2 separate regions of the Muntiacus reevesi genome follow, and region 1 is linked to region 2. Evidence: chromatin contacts called from public Hi-C data. All regions are on one chromosome and are shown on one strand. Each heading gives the region's core, a stretch centred on a gene start, on an enhancer-like site or on the middle of the called end of the contact. The rest is flanking DNA. Distances are from core to core; before and after follow the strand shown. Region 1 holds the start of RASGEF1B (RasGEF domain family member 1B). Region 2 holds the start of HNRNPD (heterogeneous nuclear ribonucleoprotein D).

Region 1 (5,591 bases), core at 1,461-3,960, 850 kb after region 2:
ATCCCACGTACTGCAGCTAAAGATCCTGCATGCCACAACTGAGACCTGGCACTGTGTGTATGTGTGCTCAGTCGGGTTCACGGTCTATAGCCCACTAGGCTTCTCTGTCCGTGGGATTTTCCAGGCAAGAATACTGGAGTGGGTTGCCATTCCCTTCTCCAGGAGATCTTCCCCACCCAGAGATCAAACCTAGGTCTCTAATGTCTACTGCATTGGCACTGGATTCTTTACCACTAGCGCCACCTGGGAAGCATTAAATAAATAGTAAAATGAATTTAAAAAATAATAATGAGGTCAGATAAGGCTTCTCAAAGGGATGCTTTTCCAAGCTCATTTTATGTTATCCCTTTTCATCTCGTTCCATGAAGAATTTGCTTTTATAAAGCATGACTGCTATTTTTTAGATGGGTCAGCTGGGCCTCAAGAATCCTTCCTTGCCTTTTCTAAAGCTTGATCGCTGGCTAAGAGACAGAGGATTAGAGTTTGAGCCCCCTAACTCTGGAGCAGTGTCCTTATGTGTTACTCTCACACAGAGAGCTGGAAGAGGCCTGGGGGGATGAGCCAGAATGGGGAGCAGGAATGTGGTTTGGAAAAGCACCGAATCAATAGTATCATAGTATCTATTTTAGATTTTTGAGAAATTAAAACAAACATCTTTTATTTGGATGGAAGAAAGAAAAACTGCAGAATGTAAAACTAGGCAAATCTTTTGGGCTGGTGGGTATATCCGGAGGCTACAAAGGATGCCGAACACTTCCATTAAGAAATCATGATTTAGTCCAACTCTTATTTATTGCTACAGGAGCAGGAACCTCAAGATTGGAAATGACTTGCCCAACCTCTTATGGCTTGTTTGCCACAGAATCAGGGTGGAGAACTGAGCTCGAAAGACTAGCCAACCAGCACAACCACAACAGAGCTGGGCCACCCAAGCCTGGTGCTTTACTCGGAATAGCTACCTGGCCATGCCAAGATGTCTTGGCCTTATGGCTCCTTCTTTAAACTGTAGAGAAGCTCAGATACGTGAGAGTGGCTTCCTGGAGGAGGGGGGGATGGGAGTGGAGGGGGGTGGGAAGGTGGGGGAGACCCATTTGTAGAAGAGACGGATGGAGTATAATTAGTGAAAGAGAAGCCCCAGAAGGCACCGATGAAGAAGCTGAGGGGAGGGATGAACTAAGCATAGGCAAGGTGAACTTCAAGAGCACTGTTTCCATCCCAGGAAGGAAGAGGGAGGGAGGGAAGATGGCACAGAGACAAAAAAAGTTCCTCCATCCCAGTAATCCTATTTATAGTCCTATAGGCCAGGTATGAATAGTGTTGTTTTATACATGGGAAAACGGAAGCTCAGAAAAGCTGCTTTACTTATCCAAGGTCACATAGCAGGCAAGAGAGTCTGTTGATGTGTGTGTGTGTGTGTTTTAGCTTTTTATATTGTATTGGAGCATGTAGCCAATTCGGTTTCCCTGGTGGCTCAGACTGGAGCCATGTGTCTGAGGGGCACCCCCGTGCCTGCTTCCCCATCCACAGGTGGCGTTCCCTGTATCTTACCCTGGCCATGCCTCTAGGCCCAGTTCTCAGCTGAACCCTCCTTGCCTACCGCCTGCAATCGAGACCTGGGTTTGATCCCTGGGTTAGGAAGGTGCCCTGGAGAAGGGAATGGCTACCCACTCTAGTACTCTGACCTGGAGAATTTCATGGACAGAGGAGCCTGGCAAGCTACAGTCCATGGGGTGGCAAAGAGTAGACGGGACTGAGCTACTTTCACTTCACTTCACTTCATATAGCCAATTAACAATGTTGCAATAGTTTCAGGTAGACAGAAAGGGACTCAGCCATACATACACAAGTATCTCCTGATGCTTTAAGATTTTGTTCTTTTCTTGCATCTCTTCCTTCCCCTATTTTTCATCTTTTCTTCCCTCCAGGCTCTTTTTCTTCATACAAGGCGAAGTACTGGGGGTTTTACCTCTTTTTCTAAAATAGTTATCAAGTATCCAATGATAAAGTATGAGGTTACCATGACAGCAAGACATTTGCCTCCAGAATCCTATTTCACAGCACAGTTCCCTTTCATTCTGGCACTTGTAACAGCCTCAATTTTACGTTTTGTTCGGGTGACGATTTTCTGAATGTTTGTCCTCCACTAGACTGTAAGCTTCATAATGGCAGGGACCAACCCGGAGTGTGCCCCCAGCGTTTGGCACAACTCTAGCACTCAGGCTTTCCGTAAATATTTGCTGAGCGAATGTTCTTGTGGTTTCTCTCCGCTCTCTTCTGAAAGTTACACGGACAGTAACCTCTAGCTCATAATTATGTTAACAGAGACGGTATAACAAGTCGGGCCGGTATTTACACAAGTAGACGAACACACACAGGCACACACATGACTGCACAAACAGCCTTCGGCAGGTGCACTTGGGAGGAAGCGCACGCCGTCCGAGCGAGCCGAACCAGCGTCGGTAAACACTGCGGCGCCGGGCTCCGCCGGCCTCCGCAGCGTGGGAGGTCACCGAGGCAACCTCGCTGCTGGAGTCCCGGGCCCCTGGGGACGCGTGGGCGGGGCCCGGGCGCCGGGGGCGGTGGCGGAGTGGGCGGGGATCTTCGCCGTGATTGGCCCGTGAGGACGGGCGCGGGGCGGGGCTGCCGGCGGGGGCGGGCCCTCGGAGCCAAGTGGGTGTGCGCCCCGGCCGCGGCCGTAGTTTCAGTATAAACAAGGCACCGGACTGGTTGGACAGAGTTGGGTGTTTTTTTCCCCCCCTTTCTTCCCGCGCGCTTTCGCTCCCTGTCCTTTGGTTGCGTTGGTGGGCACACAATCGGAAAGCCGAGGACGCGGGGTCCATCTGCAGGTGAGTGGTTTCCTGATCAGTAGTTCTCCCGGGCGAAACCAGAGCCGGGCTGCGGGAACGCGCGACCCTGCTGCGCGCTGCCCTCTCCCAGTCTCTCGGACTCGCTCCGGCCGTCGGTGCCCCTGGAGGCGGCGGGAGAGCCAGGCGAGCGAGGGCTCTTGGTGCAGAGCGTTCCGCAAAAGCGAGTGGAGTGGGGAGTTCTCCTGCCTGGCCGCCGAGGGCGTCTGGGGCCACCCTGGGAGCGGTCACGGTGTCAACAGGTGCGGGACCCAAGCCGATGGGGTCCAGGAAGGGACAGGCTTAGGTTTTTGCCTGGTTTCTCTCAACCGGATCCCACAGCCAGGCCTTCTGTCTCGAGATCTTGGTACAGTTTTTAAGGATCTGTCCGAGTCCTAGTCGCTGTTCATCCTTTCTTCATCCTCTTCTCCCTTCCTAGGTTGTTTCCTTCTACTTCTTGGCTACTTTTCGTGCGTGGGTGGGGGGGGGAGGGGTGCTGTTTATTATTGGTGTCGGAGCCTTAAAATCTAAGGTCTGACTCTTAGAAGAGACAAGGGAACAGAAGTCATGTGCTCACCACTGACACGGTGATATTCTTTAATTCCTCCGTTTAGCTGGCTACTTGGGACAGAGTGTCCCCTTGCTCTTGCCTGAGCTCAGGTGAGTCGTCTCGGGTCACCTGGCTGGGAGATAGTAATCTGAACTGTGGGTACCTGGGAGCCTCGCGGGCTGCTGGCGGGAGGGAGGCTCCTTTCTGGGGGAACCGTGGAAACTTCAGTGCTGTTCCTGAGAAAAAGCCGAACAGGGGGGCTGGAGGGTACGTGGGTGTGTCTGTCTGTCTACGTACCACTGGAGTATTGATTCCCACCTTACCCCAACGTGATCCGCGCAGGTCAGTCGAGAGCAACGTAGCTAAGTCCTCTGACAGTGCAGAGAGGCGCAAGTGTACCAAGAGGGCATCTCTAGGGAGCGACCCTCTTTTCTGAGTGGATGGATATGCCCATCTTTGCTAACCAATTCGGTGGGTATAGTGTATATGGATAGATATGCACACAAATTTGTGTACGTGTGTTTGGGTCGAAAGCGTCTCCAAGGAGTCCTTCGTCAGCAGCACCATGTGACGGTGGTCAGGGACTGCTGGAGCGCGTAGATCTATATTTAGACCTCGATGATCTCTGATGGCCTGGGAGGGTCTCTGAACTGGGTGCATAAAGGGGAAGAGTTCAGGGATCAGGCTTTTGCCCTCTTGATTAATGTCTGGTACAGTCAGACTCAGATGGGGTGAATAATTATTCTTTCCTTCTGAAGACAGCGGCTAGAGCTTAGCATGTGATGGCTGTGTCTTAATTTAAAACATAGACCATGGTGATAAGCCTAGGCTAAGAAACAGGGAGGTTACAGTTCACCAGAGTATATGCCTGATCAGAGATTTGGGAGGAAAACAACTAGTCAGGTGAGGTTTAGGACAAATGTAGAAGTGACTTCTAAAAGGAAATAAAAATAAAAATGCTTGGCTGTTGAGATTTTCGTAACAGATTAAAAAGTGTGGCAGCTTGTTGGATCCTATTATTAATGGTTATTTTATTTGGGGGAGGAGGAGGGTGGGGGTTGGGTCAGGGAGGACCTGGGGCATTTTTGACAGAAATCAGGGTTCATAGTTGATGCTCTGTTATGCCTTTCAGGCAAAAAGTGGAGATGATCAGCTACTGATTAGCAAGCTTCTTGTTGGCATTCTGCTACTACATGTTGGTCAATCCTTTGTTTTCCTAGAGGTGGCAACATTTCTGGCTACTAAGTCTAGTACTTTACAGTGGTCTAATGGACTATTAAAGTCTTACAATTTATCTCACCCTTGGTGCATTTTCAGTCTTGCTCTATTTTATATGCTCCACTAGACACTTAATCTGATGCTTGAGATCATACTGACTTTTGGAATAGAAACTCATAAACCATTTATATTTATTGTTTTCTAAATTTAATTTATTCTCATCCATATATTAAATATTTAAATATTATTTATCATAATTCACATTTCTCATATTATTACTAACACTGCATTCTTACAGTCTAAAATTACCTACTAGCTAATAAGCTACAATAGACCAAAAAAAAAAAAAAAAAAATCAAATAACACCACTCTAGGAGAAAAGAGAAATGGTTAAGAAAATTGAAAGGGCAAAGCTAGGCGATGGTCTATGTTGGTAAGGTACCTAATACAGCACAGGTAAAGGTGGGTTCAACTTCATCAGCCTCCAGAGGTGGCCTGGAAGAATCGGACTTTGGAGGAGCATTCGGATGACCCCAGAGAGAGTATCTGCTTGGACAGGAGATGAGGAAATAAGGGTATCTTCCCTTCCTTGGGAGAAGAATCTGGAATCTCTAAAGTGGGGACTTAGAATCTTGATTCTGATGCCACAGATAATAAATGGAAAAGCCATTATAACATTTCATGTAGTCGTAAGGAGACAAACTGTACTATTGAAAATACTGCTTAAGATTGATGAGGTTTTTGTCTTTAGTGGTTGAATTCAGATGTTACCTCCCCTTCAGTTGTACTTTTGGGTTTGCAGTTAAATTGATAAAAATTAGATTTGTGCAGCCCTCTTATTCTAGAATGACAGATGTAGCCAAGTGCTGTAGGCAGTTTCTGCCTTGGAAATAGAGACTAGGGTTCTAATCAGTCTGGAGCCCTAACAAGTCACTCCCTCTCTCTCTATGCCTGCAATATCTGTGAAATTGATGAGTTGT
Region 2 (5,628 bases), core at 1,067-3,566:
GGAGTTTTGAAGGACAAATAGGAGTTTTACTAGGCAGATAACGAACATTAGAGAACTAGGGTTGAAGTTAAATGAGTTCTAAGAGGAATGTTGGGTGGATGTGGGAGCATAAGATGCAGAGATCTGGACCACAATACGTAGGGATATGAGTTCTAAGGCATCATATATACTCACATAACACATAGTAAAAGTGTTAGCTTTAAAATCACTCCTAGGTTTCCTGGAATTTTTAATATAAACTGCCAAGAACTCCTTGAGAAGGAAATGGAAACCCACTCCAGTATTCTTGCCTGGAGAATCCCACGGACAAAGCAGCCTTGCGGGCTACAAGTCCATGGGATCACGAGTCAGACACCACTTAGCAACTAAACCACCAAGAAGTCCAGAAGCGACAGGGCTATGTGTGAATTAAAATAAACCTTTTGGGAGTTTTTAATAAAAGGCAGGCACGTGATTAAGTTGTCTGAAGAGCAAAAGAATCCTCTCTTTTAGACAGAAGAGATTCAAAAGACACCCCCTTCAGATCATCTTCTTAGTCATCTCTAAATTGGAATATTTGGTTTGAGCACAAGACTCACTTTCTTCTTGGCTACTTTTATTTTTTTGGCCCATATGGCTGGGCATCTGGGATTTTAGCTCTCTGACTAGGAATTTAATTCCACACCCCCTCCCCCACCACCCGCGGCAGTGGAAATGCATCTTAACCACTGAACCAGCAGGAAGTCCCTTGGCTACTATTTCGACAGGTGGAGACGGACCTGAAGTCATTACCACCTGATCAAAGATGCATATTCTTGGCATTGCCTGGGTATGACTTCTTAATATATTTCAGTAAGATTATATGTTTAAGACGTTTTCAGAAATTGATCCGTAGTCTTGGGTTTTAATTATTCTGTAACGCTATTTCTAACTTGACTAATTATTAAGGAAAAGAAAAGTTTTTAGTCTTCCTTTGAGAATTCTGGATGGTGTTAATACAAATTCATTTAATTACAAAATGGAAAACAAATATTTAAACTCTTCAGAGTTCTTAGCTATACTTCACACTAGTCTTCGTTTCTCCAGCGCCTAGGCACACGCTAAACATGCAAATAATCACTTGTTGACTAAAGAAGTACCTAAAATCTTCGTCTTCTTCTAGATGTAATCGCAAGAAGCTGCAAATCGCAAAGCCCTAATAAACCAGCTTCCAGTCAAGGCGCTTGGGATTTCTCATAGGTCTATTAAAGAACTTGACTGTTACCAGCATAACACTCCGAGCGGTGTTTAACAACAACAAAAAAACTCCCCTAGTCCACAACACACCGAGAAACCTTGTAAAGATGACTCACAGCATTTATAAACTCTCTATAGCACAAATGCTAAATAACATTAACATTAAATGAACCCTTGGTTGATTTGACACACTTCCCAACTCCTAGCATTTTCAAAGAATCGTGGCAGGTTTCAGGATCCTCAATGATAGCAAAGCAAAACCACCCCGTCCCTTAGGATACGTAAGTTACCTACTTCTGGCGAAAATTTCAGAAGAAAAGCAGGCAAGCAAGTATCTTATTTGGAAAGTACATCTTAAAAGGCAAGCAGCCCTGATCGTCAACCTCAGCCGGCCCGTCACGGGTTGGGAAGCAGGGGCAGCCGGGGAACCCTCAAAATGTCACCCGGTCGCCAGCGACTACGGCGGCTGGAGGAGCTGCCGCAGTCCGTGCCCGCGCGCGGCCAGCCGGGGGGCGCCTCGCTCAGGCCACCCCCACCCAGGCGTCCCCGGGAGCCCGCGGGACGGGGTCGAGAGCTCTGGGCCGACTCCCTTTCCTGGCGGGCACCGCTGCCACCCAGGGAGCCGCCGGCTGCGCGCCTCCCCTCCCCCACCCCAAATCCGCAGGCGCACAGGGCACAGCTGCCTTCCGGGAGGTGCTACCACACCCCGGCCCGACGCCTCGCCTCCCGCCCGCAGCTGGGCTGTGCGGGAGGGGCTGCTGGGAGAGTCGCCCAGGAACTCTCGGAAAAGCGGGGGCGGAGGAAGGGGCCCCTCTAGCCGCGCCTTTGAAACAGCGCTCCTTGTTCTCGATGGTCCCCGCGCGGCCGTCTTATCGAACGCCATTTCCGGTTCCTTTTAAAGGCCCCACGCTGCGCGGTGCTGCGCGTGCGAGGAAGGTATAAAAGGGAGCGAGAGGGCGGGACCGAAGAGGAAGGGGGGGAAGAAGAAAACTAGCGGTAAAGGGGGCGGGGGAGGTGCAAAGGGCGCGCTCGCGCGTCACGTGACCGGGACGCGCCGTTCTTCCGTCGGCCATTTTAGGTGGTCCGCGGCGGCGCCATTAAAGCGAGGAGGAGGCAAGAGCGGCCGCCGCTGCTTATTCTTTTTTAGTGCAGCGGGCGAGAGCGGGAGTGCGCGCCACGCGAGAGTGGGAGGCGAGGGGGGCAGGCCAGGGAGAGGCGCGGGAGCCTTTGCAGCCACGCGCGCCTTCTCTGCCTTGTTGTGTGCTTCGCGCGGTAGAGCGGGCGCGCGGCGGTGGCGGCGGGGATTACTTTGCTGCTGGTTTCGGTTCGCGGCAGCGGAGGGTGTAGTCTCGGCGGCGGCGGAGGCAGTAACACCATGTCGGAGGAGCAGTTCGGAGGGGACGGGGCGGCGGCGGCGGCAACAACGGCGGTAGGCGGCTCGGCGGGCGAGCAGGAGGGAGCCATGGTGGCGGCGGCGCAGGGGGCAGCGGCGGCGGCGGGAAGTGGAGCCGGGACCGGGGGCGGAACCGCGGCCGGCGGCACCGAAGGGAGCAGCGCCGAGTCGGAGGGGGCGAAGATCGATGCCAGTAAGAACGAGGAGGATGAAGGGTGAGTAAGGGGCGGCCCGGGATAGTCAGGCCCAACTATCCCCCCTCCCCCTCCCTACCCCCCCGCCATTAGGCCTCGTTCCCGCTCTCCGCCCGTCCTCCAGGCGTCCGTGCAGCCTCTGCACTGTGCTCCCCTTCTCTATCCTGGTCTCCCCGGGGCTTTCATTTCCTTCTCCCCCCAGCCTGCTAATCGCCCCCTCCCCCATCACACACGTTTCCACCTTTAGCCGTCACCATGCTGCTCCCCGGCCCGCCCTCCTTTCCTCCCTCGCCTCGGATCTCCTCCCACCGACTTAGCCGCCGGAATTTTTTCCCGCCTGTCGAGTGGGTAACCTTTTTTCTAGCCCCGATGTCTTCTCGCTGCCCAGTTTTCTTAAAAGTCCTGGGCATAAAAAACGCAATCAGACAGAAAAGCTTGTATGCCTGGACACCTAAGGGTTATTGGGTGCTTCTCACTGCAGCATCCCGAGACGATGCTTTTCTTCTCAAAACACATGCTTCGGGGAATGTGTAGGCTGTCCAGCTCTGCTCCTCTCCCGTCTCGGCTTCAGGCCGAATTTTTTTTTTTTTTTAAGTATTTTGAGTAAGTTTCGCCTCGATCTTCGCCTTTTTTCTCTATGCACCATCGCCCAACGGCTTGCTCACATAGTCCCTACTTTTTAGCTTTACGAAACCCAGTGGGCCCGGTAAAATTGCCCGATCGCCTGTTGGTACGTTGGTTTTGCTGCCAGGGCTTTCCTGAAGTTCCTGGTCGGCGGGCCTGCGCCTGACTGGAGCTGTTCTACCTCTGGCCTGCAGGCTGCCCTTCCCCCACCCCGCTGAGTTATTCTAACCGCGCACCTTTTTCGCGCCCTCGGCTATTGGATTCCCCGACTGTTGGTACAGATTGTACATTTACCTTACCTCTTCTGGGCGGTTTTCAGTTTTTACAACCCACCCTGTGCCCGGGATCCTCTTTTTGGTCTCTCTTGATTTCTCCTTCCCGCTCTCACCCACTTAAGTTAGAGGAGGCCCACCAGCCTTTTTTCATAAAACGAACAAATCCTGTATTGTGCTATGGCTTTTTTTTTTTTTTTGCAGGTTTTTAACTAGTAAGTTGTTTGCTCCATTTGGAATACGTTGTGTGTATTACTTAAAGCTGCATAGTATTTATTAGAACGCAGCCTTTGGGAGCCGGGAGCATAATACAGGAGTTAGCAGCAGGGACTAAATCGAGGTTCTTGCTTGAGTTTTCTTATTCCCGTTATTGATCGCTCATGTTGGGTTAACGCTTCCATTACTTTTTGTGGTTGGGCCGGGGGGTGTGTCTGTAAACTTTTCCGCTGTAACAAGGAGAAAGGTGTTGGTAGAAGGTAAAAACAGTAAAATGTCGCTTTAACCCAATATTAGAAAACACGTTTTCCTTTATTGGGGAAAAGCACAAGGTTTGCAGCGGGAGAGAGATAAGCCCTTTGGATCCAGGATTTAATATTCTCAGCCGAGGCAGACTTGTGTGGGGCTGTTTTGCTGATTGCTGGCTTTGGGAGAGTAGAGGTGGGATGGGGAACTTCATTTATCTTGAATTATGTACGACTTAGTTTAAGAAAGGGATATGTTAAATGTTTGGCAACTTAAGCCTTTAACATTTTTTTTTTTTTCCTCTGAATTCTGTTCTTTGGACAGAGGCAGCCAAATGATTAATTGCTTAACGTACTGTTTGGGGCAGGCTTTCTGTTCTGATTTTTCAAATCACAAAGCAGCTGCCTTTGTAGTTTATCTACTATTGAACTAGAGTGTAAATGAATTAAAGTTTTTAACCCTAACATGTCAAACACTAAAACTAGAATTTTGATTGGTTGCTGTACCGGTTGTTAATTCCCTAGCCATTCAAACTCCTCCCCACGACACTCTGAAGCAGCGACGGCACAGCGGGAAGAATGGTAAAACTTTTACATTTTATTTCTGTATTATAAAGGTTTCAGTAGTCATAACATGTGGAGGCTGTGAATTGGTTAGTTGCCCATTGATTCCCAGGAAATTCTAGACTTTAGTACAGTAGGATATTGTACCTGGGATATAAAACCTTTTAGGTATCGTGTGTGATCTTTGGGCAAAATTGATGCCATTACATGGTTTTTGGTCCGTGGTAATGCATGTATTTGTGGTTTGGCCAATTAAAGCTTAATATAATTAGTAATGATGTTTTCTATGTGAGCAAGAAAAAGTAAATTTAAAGTTGATTTGTTTTTGTTAAGACAAAATTTTTTTGTTGTAATTCTAACTTTAATGCTATGTGTGAAGGTTATCTTATATGAAGTATTGTGTTTAAAATATATTGCATGTTATACTGAAGTATTCTGGACTTGTCAATAGTAAAACCATTTTTAAAGTAGTATTGTGTATATGTATGCAAAAATGTAGTTTCTTTTTTTTTTTAAATCACCAAACATTTGTAAACACAACTTTAATAAGAATTGCACATTGATATTAAAGCATACTGATGTGGCTTTCCACTACAGCTTAAATCAGATTTTTTAGATGTTCAGTGTGATTTGGCTGGAATGTTAATTACAGTTGGTTTACATGTATTCACAATTGCATGACTTTTTGGAAGTCTGGTAGATTATTGTTCTTTTTATCCCTCCCTTTCTCCAAATGTCACTATTTCAGCCTTTAGGTTATATCTGAGTTTTCTAAGAGTTTGTATTTACTACCACTGGTGTTTAGAGGGCAGGTAAATTGAAGATAGTTGACTTATAGCTGTAGAAAGTACATTCTAAGAGCCCAGTTGGGATAACATTTAAATCTTACAGGAGCTTATTACTGT

Evidence for each region. Hi-C and Micro-C count contacts between places; a contact is called where the count stands out from the background.
Region 1: a Hi-C map of muscle shows a contact between it and region 2, with 4 times the contacts expected there. The contact joins the promoter of RASGEF1B here to the promoter of HNRNPD in region 2. A contact is called at or near these places in 2 of 3 Hi-C or Micro-C datasets (blood and muscle).

The regions. Positions count from the first base shown.
Region 1 is chr22:20,108,653-20,114,243 of mMunRee1.1, forward strand. It overlaps RASGEF1B (RasGEF domain family member 1B), which reads left to right and starts at 2,711. Exons shown (of 14, transcript XM_065914477.1): 1 at 2,711-2,846.
Region 2 is chr22:19,263,076-19,268,703 of mMunRee1.1, forward strand. It overlaps HNRNPD (heterogeneous nuclear ribonucleoprotein D), which reads left to right and starts at 2,317. Exons shown (of 9, transcript XR_010660271.1): 1 at 2,317-2,823; 2 at 4,685-4,741.